Linked DNA regions of Zea mays: region 2 is linked to region 1. A link is a contact called in public Hi-C data. All regions are on one chromosome and are shown on one strand. Each heading gives the region's core, a stretch centred on a gene start, on an enhancer-like site or on the middle of the called end of the contact. The rest is flanking DNA. Distances are from core to core; before and after follow the strand shown.

Evidence for each region. Hi-C and Micro-C count contacts between places; a contact is called where the count stands out from the background.
Region 2: a Hi-C map of leaf shows a contact between it and region 1, with 6 times the contacts expected there. The contact joins the promoter of LOC100383276 here to the promoter of LOC100273319 in region 1. A contact is called at or near these places in 2 of 25 Hi-C or Micro-C datasets (leaf and leaf mesophyll).

The regions. Positions count from the first base shown.
Region 1 is chr1:195,231,858-195,239,436 of Zm-B73-REFERENCE-NAM-5.0, reverse strand. It overlaps LOC100273319 (myosin heavy chain-related), which reads right to left and starts at 3,582. Exons shown (of 14, transcript NM_001147760.1): 1 at 3,368-3,582; 2 at 2,051-2,178; 3 at 1,921-1,992; 4 at 1,732-1,845; 5 at 1,353-1,421; 6 at 1,206-1,262. The coding sequence starts at 3,566.
Region 2 is chr1:195,750,958-195,758,536 of Zm-B73-REFERENCE-NAM-5.0, reverse strand. It overlaps LOC100383276, which reads right to left and starts at 4,841. Exons shown (of 34, transcript NM_001367907.1): 1 at 4,410-4,841; 2 at 3,473-3,589; 3 at 3,351-3,393; 4 at 2,367-2,482; 5 at 2,145-2,276; 6 at 1,584-1,673; 7 at 1,404-1,473; 8 at 1,253-1,323; 9 at 1,098-1,181; 10 at 940-1,017; 11 at 789-860; 12 at 543-626; 13 at 377-459; 14 at 183-291; 1 more. The coding sequence starts at 4,571. LOC732796 (serrate RNA effector molecule) reads right to left here. Exons shown (of 12, transcript NM_001308505.1): 11 at 7,307-7,510; 12 at 6,210-6,571. The coding sequence ends at 6,511.

The DNA.
Region 1 (7,579 bases), core at 2,333-4,832:
GTCTCGGACAGGAGGACAACCCCGAGCCCAGCCCCAGCCAAAGGTCACGGGAACCGTGGAGACATGAGCATTTAATGTGAATACCTACCCCACATGATGCCGCAGTCAGACAGGGAGCGATGGGACCGCGGTCCCATCCACTTTCACCAACTACGATGACGCACGCCCGGGAATAATGGCCACTGATCCCCCACGTCAACTACTGTGCTCAAACAACTCTGGATGGGACGTGCGTGTGTCAGAGCATGGTCTCACCCTCGGAAGGAACTCCGCCTCGCCCAAAGTTGGCCTCGGCCTCGGAGAAAACTCTGCCTCGCCCGAGCTCGGCTTCGGCCAACCGCCCCGGCAACAACTCCCCGCAAATCCCGCAGGAGGCCACTCCGACAACTACACTAACCCCTCCTTGTACGACTGCATGCCCCGAGGCAGGATCGACCAAGGCCTCGAGAGGAACCTCCGTCTCGCCCGAGCCTGGCCTCGGCCTAGATAACATTGACCAAAGGACGCCACCAACTCCCCCACGAAGGCCGCTGACTACGGGATGGCTACAGGACCAACGTCAAGTCTGCTTTACGCCATATGATGAGAATTACCATGCGCTTTTCACTATACTTATCACTGTGTCAATAACTACGACTCGGACAGCACCTCCATCGGACAAGCTCGGGTACGCGTCCGAGCCCCAGATCCTGGCCTAGACTCTCTGCTCGATCAAGATGCAAATACAGGGACCAGACATCCTCCTCCTGGTTCAAGTCAATAGCTAGTACAAAGGCCATACCGGCTACAGGGGCTCAGACTCGTCTCCTCTCCCATACACGACAAACGGTGGCGCTCTTAGGAACCCTCCTTGAGGTTATAAAAAAGGAGTCCAGGGCTTCATTCGGGGGTGGGGAACACTTCACAGGTTTTCACCCTCCACGGCGATATTGGCACTCGCCTCAATCACCAAGGACTTGGGAACCTCTCACTCTCCCGACCGGCTTGTATCCCCTACTACAAGCACCTAGGTGCAATTAATATAAGTCTCATCCCCCCTCGGCTAGAAGTAGGGCCTTCTCTTGCCCGAACCAGGATAAAGACTTGTGTTTTCCTGCATCACCCATCTGGATCTAGGCACCCAGCACTAATTCACTAGTTGGTAGGATCCTCGGGTCAAAACACCGACAAGTACAACTAATGATAGTGACAGAATATATCCTTACCTCTGACAGCTGTTTTGATTTAGCAGTTACTTCTAACTGCAACCTCATTAATTCCTCCTACAATGTGAGCGAACAAATACGTAACAATATATACCACACAACAACCAGGACACAAGTGCATTAATAATAAACAAACTTATTGCAAACCTCAGCGACTTTAAGAGCACGTTCTGTCTTCTTGATTTTGCGTTTTTTCTCATCACTTTCCTTTTGGATCTAGCAAGGAAAAAATATAACACTAATGTAATCAAACATCTAAAATGTCAATTTGTTTGAATGGTTTTCCACCAAATGTCTCTAATAGAATTTAAAATTTCAATGGACTTCAGACTCTAGTATAGATATCTAATTTAATGATCTACTAGTGTCATAAGGATGTGTTGCAGGCTTGTATATAGCCAACTAGAGCAATGGAAGGCAGATGGCATATACACTTACAGTAGCACATGAAACTAAAAAGAAGTCGACCACCAGTTTTTTTTAAAAGAGGACACTCAACTATTCCAAGGACGGATTATGCACTTACTGTATTAAGCTTTTCATTCAGTACTTCCACCTTCTTCTCTGCATCGTTGGCCCTATACTCTAGTGCTGCTTTCTGGCTGCTTTGTGCTTCAATATCCTTTTTGATCTTGTCAACCTAAGCAGGAGAAAAATAAAATGAGAAATCACAAACATAGCTAGCACATTCCAAACACATTGCTAGCATGGTTACCTGCTTCTCAAGCTCAACAACCTTGGCATTGGCCTTGTTAGCCTGCTCCTCGGCAGCTACAGACCCTTTTGCCTGTACATGGATTAGCTGTTGTGTTTTAAGGCTAGCTGTTGTGTTTTAAATTGCATACCTGGAGGGAAGCAATCTCGTCCAGCATAGAGGTAATAGCCTTTGACTTCTCTTCAATGGCTTTCTCCAGGTTCATGATGGCATCATCCTTATTCTTCAGTTCTTGAGATCGCTCTTCTATGTCTGACTCTGTGGCATGAAAACAAACATAATGATGGCTCCCGAGGGATCTCGAAATTGGAATTAACTTGGTAGGCAGATATAGAATGACAAAGTGGCAAAGTAAAGCTTATGACAGAAATGAGATCATGATGAGAAGATATTATTTCCATGTCGTGGTACAGTTTGAGTTTATACTCTTCAGTAGTACAGGCATCTTCACAGCACTACGAATTTACTGTTTTGCTGCAATTAATATAGATAAGACTTTCCCAGGCTATTCAATTCAATAAAGATTACGAGCCAGTATGGTCTGTGTGAAGGGTAGTTGGTTGGAATTTTCAGTACACATCAATGAAGCAGGCCCTAAAAATTATGGCAGTGGTTCACCATCCATGGCAGAAGCACAAGAGCTGCAATTACACAATGGCCCACTGTATAAATGTACAGTGGTAGTAAGAGCAAGTATAATAGATGATTGTAAGCCGGCTAAATACTGACATGGAAGAGAGAGGAGGATAGAGTGTAGAAGTGGGCTACAAACTACCAGCCAGCTTTATAAAGGGAACCAAGAAATTTGAGAATTGAGAGACAAATGGACCATATATTAGTTGTAAAGGGCCAACCTTTATATATCGGCTACAAGATAAGCTGCAAAGATCCTTATAGTTGTAGCGGACAGTTAGCTATATTATTAAACCTGCTCTAAATGGGACCTTACGTGTAATTAGAGTAAAAACGGCAATCAGGAAACAAAGCTACTAGTAGTGGTGGGTGTGGTACGGTGTAAACAAACAACAGAGGACGCTGCTGTATTTTTCCCTAAGAAGGAGCAGTCCCCCCCCCCCCCCCCCCCCCCCCAAAAAAAAAAAAAACGAGTGAGTTATCCAATTCTGTTTCATCCCACGGTCGAAATCGGCAAGAGGGAACCAGATAAAATTCCGCAGCATCCCGAGCAAGTCGATGAATCGAGCACCGTCGCGCACGCACCGTCGCCATCCAGAAGCAAGCAGACGCTAAACCCCCACCAACCACCGCGAAGTCGCAGTCCTAAAGTCCGGAGCTCGCCGGGGCGGCGTCAATCCAGTGAAACAAAACACGAATTAACCTAGCCGCGCGGCACAGACTCGACGATCCCACCACCAACCCGTCCCAAGCCAAAACATCCCGAGTGTAAAAATTCAAGCGCGCCCCGTGGATTCAAGCCTTGGGCACTGACCTAGCGCCGAGATCTTCGCCCGGAGTTGCCCCAGCTCGGCCCTGAGCGCCGCGGTCTCCACCTCCCCGAGCGCCGCCTCCACCGCGCCGGCCACCGCGTCCGCCGCCAGCAGGGGCTCCTGCTCCTCGGCGGTCGCACCGGCGACGGCGATCAGCAGCGCCACCGCCATCGCCATCACAAGGGGCCTCGAGATCCCCATCCCCGCGAGCCCCTCGCCGACCACCACCTCCTCCTCGGCGAGGCTAATCCAATCCTTGGTTCCAACGACGCGCAGCACGCGGGGGGTGGGGGGTGGGGCGTGGGGGTTGGCGAACTTGTGCGCGCCCGCGCTCGTGTTTGTCGTTCGGAGACTCGCGCTCGGGCGCAGATCTTTTTTTCTACGACGCCGCGCTGGGGCGGAGGCACGTGGTCACGGGGCGGGGACGCACGTGGCGGAAAGCTATTGGGTACGCGTACGGGCATAGATTCACTGTGCCGTGGACCCGTGGGCGCCTCGAGCCCTCGACGCTGTCAGTGTCAGGTGGCGTGCCGTTATCGGCGACGACATTGAGGTGATTGTTTTCGTGGCAGTGACGATCGGGGACGGTGTCCTGGGCGGTCGATCCATCGGTTCCATGTATTCCGTGGAGAAAAGTACGATTATAAATTATACTTCCTTCGTTTCGATTTATATCAATTTATAGTTTGATTGACTCCTTTACCCTAAATTTAGCCGACTCATCCTATTCAAAACATTTTTTAATTAATATTATTTTTTACTATGATATCATTTAGATATAATATAATTTAAATATAGCTTTAAATTTTTATTTTTCGAAAAATAAATAAAACAGTAAAACGAGTCAATCAAACTTGATATAAAAAATCAAACGAATTATAATTTGGGACGAATGAAATATAAGACTGGTACAAGGATGATTAAATTAAAATTATTTCAAAAATTCAATAACTTGTTGAATCGCTCCACCATGGATAACATAAAAGGGGCCTTTAAAAAGATGATAAAGCAATTAAAATATCTCTACTACTTATTAAGGCGGTAAGGGTACCCTGTCGTTCTGCCTTTTTTCATTTCCTGTTTTGCCCCCATCCCTGTCCGGCAGTAAAAAATGAAATCTGTAAGAATTATAAATCGAACTCAAGACCTGCTACTAGATTAGAGACACAATATCCACCACACCACGTCTTATTTTGTTGTTATAGTAGAAGATATGAGAGTTATTAAAAGTAAGGTATGGCTGATGCCACACTAAGCCATAATGGCTCCTCCGTCGTTGCTGTCCGGCAAACCATCACATTCTGTGACGCGGGACGTCGACCAACTCCTGACTTGGGGCACTCCGGTCCCATGTGACAAAATCCCCCAATCCTATCGTGCAAGCCATCACACACTCCGGACGTTGGGCCCACATTGCAGACTACAGGCGCCCACGTGACAGTCACCCTTAGTTTTGCACACACCGGACCCACGTCTGCTCGTGCAAAAAGTTGCCTCAATTTGACACCGACAGGAGCATTTGACCACGATTGCTTTCTCTGAAGAAGGAAGGCTTATAAGCCGGTAGAAGCTATGTTGGCGGGCCAGTATGGTCATAAAAATGTGTAAGCCGTGACGACGACATAGGTCGTGTGGGCTGTGTTTCTTTGGTGCGGTCCAACGCTTCTTACCCTGACCCAACTTGGCTTTAGGGTCAGTCTCCTTTGCTTTCTCTGCCCAGCGAGCCCTCGCCCTCTAGCTCTTCCTGCTAGCGCCGTCTCCGTCCCGTGCTCTCCTGTTCATCATCGATCTTAGCCATCTCAGGAGCACCCGCTCACTCCCAGACGCCCGCGCAAAGGAATCCCCCACGATCTCCCTCCAAACTACCCACTCCCTCCACGATCTCCCCCTCTAGCTCATGATCCCTCCGCCCGCCCCCACCCCCGCCTGCCACGCCCACGGGCGCAACAAGCCAACAACCCACACTCGGCCTCGCTACCTCGATCTGTCGCCATAAATCCGCTACCTCCTCCTCGAGTCCTGCTTGATCGCCCCATGCTCGACCGGTCGATCGGACGGAAGGGCAACCCTGACCGTGACCACAGCGCGATGTGCGACGAGTGAGGGCGGTGGCGGGGGTTGCGACCAACGACGGAGAGCCACACAAAGAAGCTCGTCGGCGATGTTTTCCTCAAGGTTCGCTTGCTCATTCCTTCCTTGTGCTATTGGCGTGTGATCCTAGCTAGTGCTCTCTTGATTTCATCCTTATCCACGTGAATCCTGGATCACACTGCATGCAGATCGGATTACTAGAAGGCCAGACCAGCTGCTCGCATTCACTGGTGCATGGTGTGGGAGCTGAGAGCTTCGTTCCTATGGCCGGGCCCCACCTCTCTTGGGCCCTTATGCAGATACGCAGAAGTAGTGTCCCCTAATTTGTTTGTCATGTCCCCTAATTTGTTTGTCAGAGCTACTTGAGGATGTCAATGAGGTATGGCTCCGCTGGTTCATCAGTATTCAGTAATTACAAGGCATTATGAGTTAGCATGCTCCCTCCTGCTAAGCTAGCTAAATGTGGTTATCAGGTCTCAATAAGTATCCATTTTTAAAAGTATAAATTGTTATAGCCATACATACAAGTCTTTATTTTGGAAATAACCAAAGGTTATGAACCTGCATTGTGCTAACTCGTCAATCATTCCAAAAATGCGATTCTTTTTTTCATTCAGAGTTCGGTTGGACAAATTAAGATGGATTGAGATCTTAGTTGTTAAGGTAGAAGCAAAAGCACCACCACTGAATCCTGTACTTTAAACGGTGATAACAGCAGTTGCGGTCTTCGATATCTTAGTGTGTTACTTGGTGATAGCAGTAGCTGCGATCTCCAATATTCTAGGGCATGTTTGCCTCCCTCTTCTAAACTTAGAGATCTAAAAGCTTTAGAATGTTTTAGCTTTCTTTTGATGTCCAAATCTCTAATGTAAGGTGGGCTAAAGGTTAAAGCCAACTTTAGACCACCTGATGCATATAAGGAAGAAGGGTCCACATGCACCATTCTCTGTGGCATAGCAAATCGAGCTCGATGTCCTTGAAGATTGATCGAGATAATATTAGTCAGTACTGAATTTAATTTTAATGACAAGTTTGTAATGGGTAGGATAATAAGGGATATGTTACAGGTTGTTGGTTTCTTGGATGAATATGCTGCTGCATAGGGTTAGGCCTGAAAGGAGAAACAGAACATGTCGGCGTTTCGACCCCGGGGGTCCCTGGACCGACGAGTAAAATTGTCGCTGCGTGTCCCATCCCAGATGGGTTGGCGCGAGATGGAACACAAGGGGGGGAAACGTGGCTCGTGTTATCCTGCGCCAAGGGGATGCGCTCGCAGTAGGGGTTACAAGCGCTCGCGAGGGAGAGAGAGAGAGAGCGAGCCTGTTCGTCAGCCCGTCCTCCCGCGCGACCACCCTCCTCCCCTCCCTCGCATGAGGGCCCTGGACTTTCCTTTTATAGATGTAAGGAGAGGGTCCAGGTGTACAATGGGGGTGTAGCTATGCGCTAACATGTCCGATAGAGAGGTGCCAGAGCCCTGTGTGCACGCCAACGTGGCTGTCGGAGAGGTGCTAGAGCCCTGTGTACGTGGTGTCGTGGCCGTCGGAGGAGCGCTTGAGCCCTGTAGAAGCACAGCTGTCGGGGTTGTTGGGACCTTGCTGACGTCTCCTTGCTTCCGTAGGGGGCTGAGAACCACCGTCGTCATGGACGCACGCGGGGAGCCATCATTACTTGTTACCGGGGCGAGCCTGGATGGGACGCTGGTCTTGTTCCCCCGTAGCCTGAGTCAGCTAGGGGTAGGGTAATGATGTACCCCCCCCCCCCCCCCCCCCCGTGGTGTGGTCGATCCGAGCCTAAGGTCGGGCGAGGCGGAGACTCCTCCTAAGGCCGGGGTCGGGCGAGGACGCGATTCCTACCGAGGTCGAGGTTGAGTCCGAGCCCTGGGGTCGGGCGAGGCGGAGACCACCTTCCGAGGCCGAGGTTGAGGCCGAGCCCTGGGGTCAGGCGAGGTGGAGACCTCCTTCTGAAGCCGAGGCCCAAGGTCGGGCGAGGCGGAGCTTCCTGTTGCGCCTGAGGCTGAACTTAGCCGTTGTTAGCCTCACCCTGGTGGGTGGCACAACAATCGGAGAGGGGCGAGCGGCGCTGTTTTCCTGTCAGGTCGGTCAGTGGAAGGGCGAAAGTGACTG
Region 2 (7,579 bases), core at 3,592-6,091, 520 kb before region 1:
TTACCTGAGAAGTTAATGGAATTTACATAAGAATTCATACGTCAGTGTTACTGCCAATGGGAGTCCCTCAGGCACAGCAACAACTACAATGGTCACCTGTGGATAAACAAGAGAAGAACCACTTAAATCTGTTCATAGTACTAGTTTTATACTTTTATATTAACAACATTAGGATTACATACAGCGATAGTCAAAATTCTAATTGCCCCCATAAATCCTTGCTTCACACCAGTAGTTCCAGCAACAAATTGAGGTGTCCCATCAGGATTTTCGGTATGTCCAGTAAAATACCTGAAGTTGGTTTCAAATTCAGTGAGAAAGAGAGAGAGAGAGGTACATATTTTTTAAGTAGTAATATTTAGTAAAAATAAAATACCTTATCCAAAGCACAACAAGTACTGCACCAGCAACAGACAAGCCCACCAAACCAATAAAAGTTGCAACACCATTCAAGCGAACCTAAAAAGGGTCAAAGCATAAACCAAAGAGAGCCTTCAGTAATTGTCCATTCGAGAATTTGCACTATCCTTACAGAGAATAACCTGTAATGGTGTTTCTTCACCATTATCTTCTGAAAGGTTAGCCATCAACTGACCCCATTCAGTATTTGTACCCACCCCTGTTACCTTAAATTGATAAGCAAAGTGTATAAGAAGTCATAGTTAGTTTATCCATGAAAAATAAAATATTAAAATGATAATAATAAAATACTATAGAGCACAGTGACATGGAAAACAAGGGTTCTCATTTCTAGATGTTGTCAAAGTGCTTGAGATTTCTGGACTCACCAACATAGAACCATAGCCATCTGCAACCTTGCAACCAGACATCAAGAATGGTGCCTTTTGATCCTTGTGGACCTAAAATATCACCCAATAATGAAAATCCAATAAATGCAGAATTGGGAACAGCAAATGGCTCTGTTGTCGATAGACTTACAACTTTTGACTCTCCAGTCATACTTGATTCATCTATTGCAAGAGAATGGCCAGATATCAGGACACCATCAGCAGGAACCTGGAGGCGAAAATGGGATAAACAGATGGTTCTACACATAAAAATGAAATAGCAGTCGAAAAATTAATATACCATCTTACTTGATCACCAATTTTGAGAGGAACTACATCACCAACAACAAGGTCAAAGATTGAAGCTCCAAATCTTTTACCACCTCTAACAACCTAACCAATAGAGATAGCAAATCAGAAATATAACCAATGAATGGGAGTTCACGTGGCATAGCCGCACTCACCTCCACTTGTATGTTCTGTTTCTCCTCATTCAGATGTCGAAACTGTAGAGATTGCCTATAATCACTTGTTGCTGGAGATATGACGATGATAAATATTAACAATAGAACATTGCTGCTGAAAACAAGTTTACGTGTAATCCAAACCCATTACCAGTAACAAGTATCACAAGAAAAACGGCTAAAAAGATACTTCCGCCATCATACCATCCTTCATCAACACCCTGAATGAATAGTGGTAAAGAGAAGAAAATGTAAGGTAATATGTATAATAAAGGACAGCATGATTTTTAGTTCAAACAACATGAGTGATAAAAAAACTCAAAAACAATACCTCTGTAGTCATACCCAATGTTAGTGATATGGCAGCAGCTATCATCAGAATGACAAGAGTTAAATCTTGGCAAGCTTCAAATACAAAACGCTGTGAATCAAACATAATAGAGTTAAATTTTAAAAAAAAATTGAAGCAACAAGTAACACATAGTGATACAGAAGTAGAAAATTATGATGGGAACAATGTCTAGTTTGATTTTACCATTAAAAAATGTATTCATTATAAAGATTTATTCGTATTTTTGTTGCTTTTGAGAATTTACTCATTTCCAAAAAAAAACAATTTCTTCCTGTGAGCTATCTCATTGAAACGTGGTCCAAAATTCCACCCAGTAGCAAAAAGGGGACAGGATTTCAATCAAAGTAGCAGAAACTTTGAGCAGAGAAACATAAAGACATCAGTTCGACAAAAGGCTGAAAAACAAAAGGAAAAGAAAAGGGAAATGTGTAACACTAGGAAAAATTGCAACCACAGTGTTAATAGTAAGAGGTTTTAACTGGAAGTGATTATTTGCCATGCTTAAAAATATATATGATCTTATGTGTACTTATAAAATACCAGTATGTTTTTTCTCTTCTTGCGTGGATATGTATTTGATCCATATACATTCTTCCTTTGTAATAATTCATCCTCATTTGGACTAACTCCCTTCTCTAAATTACTCTTCAACAAATCTGACAATCCCTTAACCTGATCAGGTGGACATAACAAGTGATGAACAAAATTTAACATGAAGAGGTTGACCAAAAGAAGTGATAATAAAGGTCTGCATTATCTTACTCCTCCAATTTCTTGAAGAAGAACACTGTCATGGTCCCTGTTTAATGTGTTAAGCTTTTCCAGTTCAATTGGAAAACTGCGAGAGGCCGTTGCAAGATTTATACCAGTATAAGCTTCTGCTTCGTGCAAGGACATTAAACATAACACAAGAATATAAATAAATGGTATGCAAAACAAGCATAAAGGAAAACATAAGAATTAATCACAAGTATAACTTGGCAGAGCAGAAGTAAACTTCCAAGCAGAATTAAATACAGCTAGCTGATTTAAGGTAAAAGTGAAAGTGGAGCCTCAGTTTTATAGGAGAATCAGATTATGTTCAAAAAAATAGATGATTCAGAAGAACTTTAACATAATAATGTACAGCTTAACGGATGAAATGATTTGAAGGAAACATAATGGAAGGGCAAACTAGCAAAACAAATTATTATGACTGTTGCTGTAATCCAAGCGCATTACAACATCATTATTTTTGTATCATATTATAGAGTTAAATGCATGAGCGGTCCTGAACTTGTCAATGGATGCCACTTAGGTCAACAAACTCTGAAAATGTATTTCTAGATCCTCAAACTTGTTAAGTGGCACACCACAGTGGTCGGTGTAGTCCACAATTGGACCTGTGATGCACCTTTTTTTTACAAGTTTAGGGATGTGTGGTACAACACCTAACAAGTTCAAGCAAGGATCTAGAAATACATTTTTAAAGTTTGTGGACCTAAGTGGCATTCCTTGCCAAGTTCAGAGGCCACCGAAGCATTTAATTCTATATTATATAGAACTGTGCTCTTAGGTGCATTGCTACCAGGGAAGATGCTATAGTTTTTGAAAATGAACAATGAAAACATAAATTTGTTGCCCTTTTTATCACTAGGCACTAGCCTTTATAAGGATGGGATGATAATTGATGGCATAATAGTAACATGTTTCTATAAAAATGAACACAAAAACAGAGGTTAAATATCTATGAAGTAGCAGTCGTACCTCTGATATCTTTTTGCCCAGCTTCTTTGAAAAGAAATGCTGCCTGGAGAATACAAATTCAGAATACAAAAATAATGAAACGAAAAAAAATGTGGTATCTCAGTAAGCAGATGACACAGTACCCGTATAACTTGCGCATGGGACCGGATCTTCCTCCTTATAATCTCTTTCTCTTCCTCCTTTTTAAGGTCAAGAGTATATCTAAAACGTCGTGAAGCATTAAGAACAAGAGCAGCTTGCTGAAATGAAGAGAATAACCATATTTGTCAGAACTCAACAGTAGAAGCTTGTGTCCATCCACTATACACAGACACAGCAAACTTCTGTATACCAAAGGCCAAACTTCAGCTTTACCATGAAAAAAATCTCACATAAGCAACTTTGAACTATTAATAAGTAATAATAAGTGAAACAACTAGTATCTCATTGCCATAAAATTGATGCCTGCTTCTTTTAATAATCTCCCCAGCATGTCAACGGGATAATCCAGCCAAGCTACAGACAGTATCCTCGTCTGCATAAGAGCATCAATGTTTGGAAAACTCTGTGGCTACATGAATTTGCGCAAAGTGGCAGGATCAGGCATTGTGTGTTGTGTCCGCAAACAGACCACGATCCACAATGCATTTGTAGGAATGTAGAAAGAAAACAAGCACAGTGCGCATGTCATTAGGAGAAAAGAGGCTGCTGAACCCCCGAATCAAAGCATCGGGACATTTCACTGGAGTATAACTCTTCAGTGAAATGCTCGTCACACATTCGCAATTCCCCTTCTCTCCGTGCGGCAGAACGCTTGGAGCCTCGAAAATGGAAACGACGCCTCCACAACCACACTCCGAACTCCACACCCCAGTCACGATCATACCGACAATGGCTGTATACTTATTTTATTCTCCGAGAACACTCAAACGGTTAGAGTACGGCATACGCACTAATGATTTCCAAATCGAGGTAAACCACACGGAGGACGCAACCCAGATCCCCGGGGCACGACAGGCCAACCGAAGATCCAAATCCGAAGGGAACAGAGACAGTCAGAGGAGGGAGACGATCGCGTACCCTCCACCGGCGCAACCGGTCGTGCGGAGCGTTCTTATGGGGTATGTCGAACGCGTCGTCGAAGACCACCTCCCCCGCCTCCGCCTCGGCGGGGTCCTCCGCCGCGGCCCGCTCGTCCGGCGAGCGGATCTCCGGCGGCGGCGGCGAACTCCCCTGCGCCATGCCCGATCAGACCACCCCGGCAGCAGCAGCCAGGGGCACCTTCGCAGGAGAGACGACACCGACCGACCGACCGACCGACGAGCGCCCGCGCGCGACCGACCCCTGCGCGCCACACAGACGTCACCACGAGATCGCTGGGGACGCCAGGTGGGGCCGGCGGGAACCCAGTCGCGGCTCACCTCGGCGTCGCGAAGGTTCTTCTCGGCGGGCCTGCTCACACACACACACACACACACAGTTGCCTCGCCCTCTCTCCCTCACCTCCCTGACTCTGAAAATCCTCCTGTATATCCAGCGAAGAATGGGGGAAAAAGCTTCGGGTTTCGTTTTGTTCTCTTCTTCCTCGGCTCGGCCCGCTTTTGCGGTCGGGAATGGGGACTTGTTCTCGAGGCGGTAGCGGCCATGAAGCTTCGTGGAAGCTTCTTGCGGCGCATCACGCTGCCACATGGGCCCGCGCATGGCCAGGACCGTGGGAGCTCGTCCAGACGTGGAGGTGGCCCACCGGTCAGTGATCCGTGTCCGGCGGGAAGTAACGATCGGAATCGGACGCTGCGGATTACTCGAGTCAAGCTTGGCGCGGCGGGTTTAGCTGACAGGTTTGAAATGGAGACGCAGCTCGATGGATTCATTCACAGACGGGACCCAAAAGGATAATGGGATACTGGAGCAGTGGAGCATGAGGATACAACTCGATCGATGCGAACCACAGACATGGCACTACTGTCATGTCCAAGTAGCACGTAGCAGGATTCATCTCCCGCGATATATCAAAAAGAAAGAACGAAAAAAGGAGTTGCATGCACCGGCAACAGTCACGTACTATGACATATCAATACGATGTATAGACGATCGGTCAGGCGACAAAAGGAATGCTGAAGAGGAAGCAGCAGCAGCAGCAGCATACGGTATTACGGTCATTACTGGGTCCAGCTTGCGATCCGTCCAGGATCCCGCTCCGGTCCGGTCCACGTCGCGTGCCACTCACTTCGCCGGAAACCCGGGCTCTTCGGTCACACACCACCGCACACATGCTCCTGCTCGTCTTCCCTCAGTACGGGTACAGCGCCCTGCCGCCCAATCATAGTACTCGCCCGCCTCCCTTTCTCACGGGTCACGGATTTACTTGCACGCCGGGGCACGAGAGCGAGAGCTCCGGCTCCGGCGGTGGGTGGCCGACAGCGACCACCGCCGGCTGCTCGCCGCCGCTGGCCAGCAAGGAAGCGTGGCGCGGCACGCCCGTTCCGGCGCATCTGTCATCCGCTGGGTTTCGTGTTCGCCGTGTTGATTGAGGCCCCCGCGACCGTCGCTGGGTCATGCATGCGATGCGATCGCACATCGCAGTCAGCACTCAGCAGTGTGTTTCCACGTGTTGTCCAGATTGGGTGAGCAGATACAGACAGACTGGACCGGATCTGGGGTCCACCCGTCCAGCTCAGCGCTCCAGGTCCAGGTCCAGGGGCTGGAGCTTTCCAAACAGTTTCCGTCCACGAGCTGGACCAGCATGCTTGCCAGCTCCCACGGATCAGGATCACGGTCACGGGGAAGAAATGAAGAATTCCCGGAAACAGCTCCAGGCAGGCACAGAATATAATAAACTGCGAGAGCAGACACCAGTCGACTCCACTTGCCATTTGCATGTGCAGCGACAAACGAACCCCCGCCCTATTTGCCAAGGTACGTACATGTACATCAATGCTGGGCTGACCAAAAAAACAAAACACTGATGGAAATCTTTCACCTTGTTTAATGGGGAGAAGTTGTAATGTACTTCCTGTGTTTCGTTTTACAAAACACTGAGAAGCTGACATCTCAGTGGTCGCGACACAAAAAGCCTGCCGGGGTTTCCTCCGCGGCGATTCTAGAAAGAGCAAGGTGTTTTTCTCTCGCGCTAAAAATGTTGACTACAAAGGTATCTGGATGCACAAGAACTGGAGGAAGTCTACAAGCTTCGGTAGTCCATGACAGTCACTTCGTCCTCCGGAGCATCGAGGTCTTGGTAGCTGCAAGCACGGTGAGGTCAAGAACTGGTGAGAGGGTGTACCAAACAGACGAAATGTTTGCATCGCTAGGTATCTGGAAAGACGTACGTCCTAGTCAAGCATTTGTTATAAACTGGCCATATTCCACACGATCATAATATGGTTGCAGAAGTACTAGAACATGGTTGAGACTTGAGAACGACTAGGACTGCAGATAGCAGTGTCGGTAGAGATGGCTGCACAGCCAAAGCTCCTGCGGCTGCTTGGGTTGTAAAGTGAGGCAACAGCTGCTGCTGAATGAATGCCGCAGCGGTTGCTGCAGCAATCAGAAGCGAACAGAGTCCCATAATCCAAAATTCCAACCATTCTTCAACTAGAACATTTTCCAGTGGCAGCAAGCAGGAGTTTTAATCAGCCGATCAGCTTAAATTTTACAGTCAAGTGTTCAAATTTGGTACTCAAACTCACAAGAAATGGCCAAAACAAAAACCAAGGACAGACCTACTACCAGAGTCTCCCACATGAGTGAGGTCCGGAGGCTCCCAATATACAAATCAAGGCAAAATGTAAAACAGAATGATATCAAACTTAAGTTGGCAACGGATAAACAGTTACGCATTGCTTTGTCTCACTGTCAAAGGCCTCGTCTCAGAATGTGGCAAATGAATTGTTTTATTCAAAGAGTGATGACTTCATGATCATGAGAAACGCAGTGCAAAGTGCAAAGAAACTTGAGATAGACAAGTAAATACTAACCTTCGTATTCTGCGAGGATCATGCATATGATGAGGGGAAGGAGCGCCAAAGATTGGGGATGGGCCACGCATTGAAGGACCACCACCCGTCCCTGCTTTCCTAGGATGTGGACCTCCGGTTGGCTCAATAGGTGGCGGCGCACCCTGATCTCTCAACATATGCATGGCAACTTCGGGTGGTGCGGGAATAAACGGTCCGAGCGGACTGCATGGAGATGAGCTGGATGAGTACATCGTTGATCATTCAAAATTTAAAATCAGCAAGCAGAAGTTG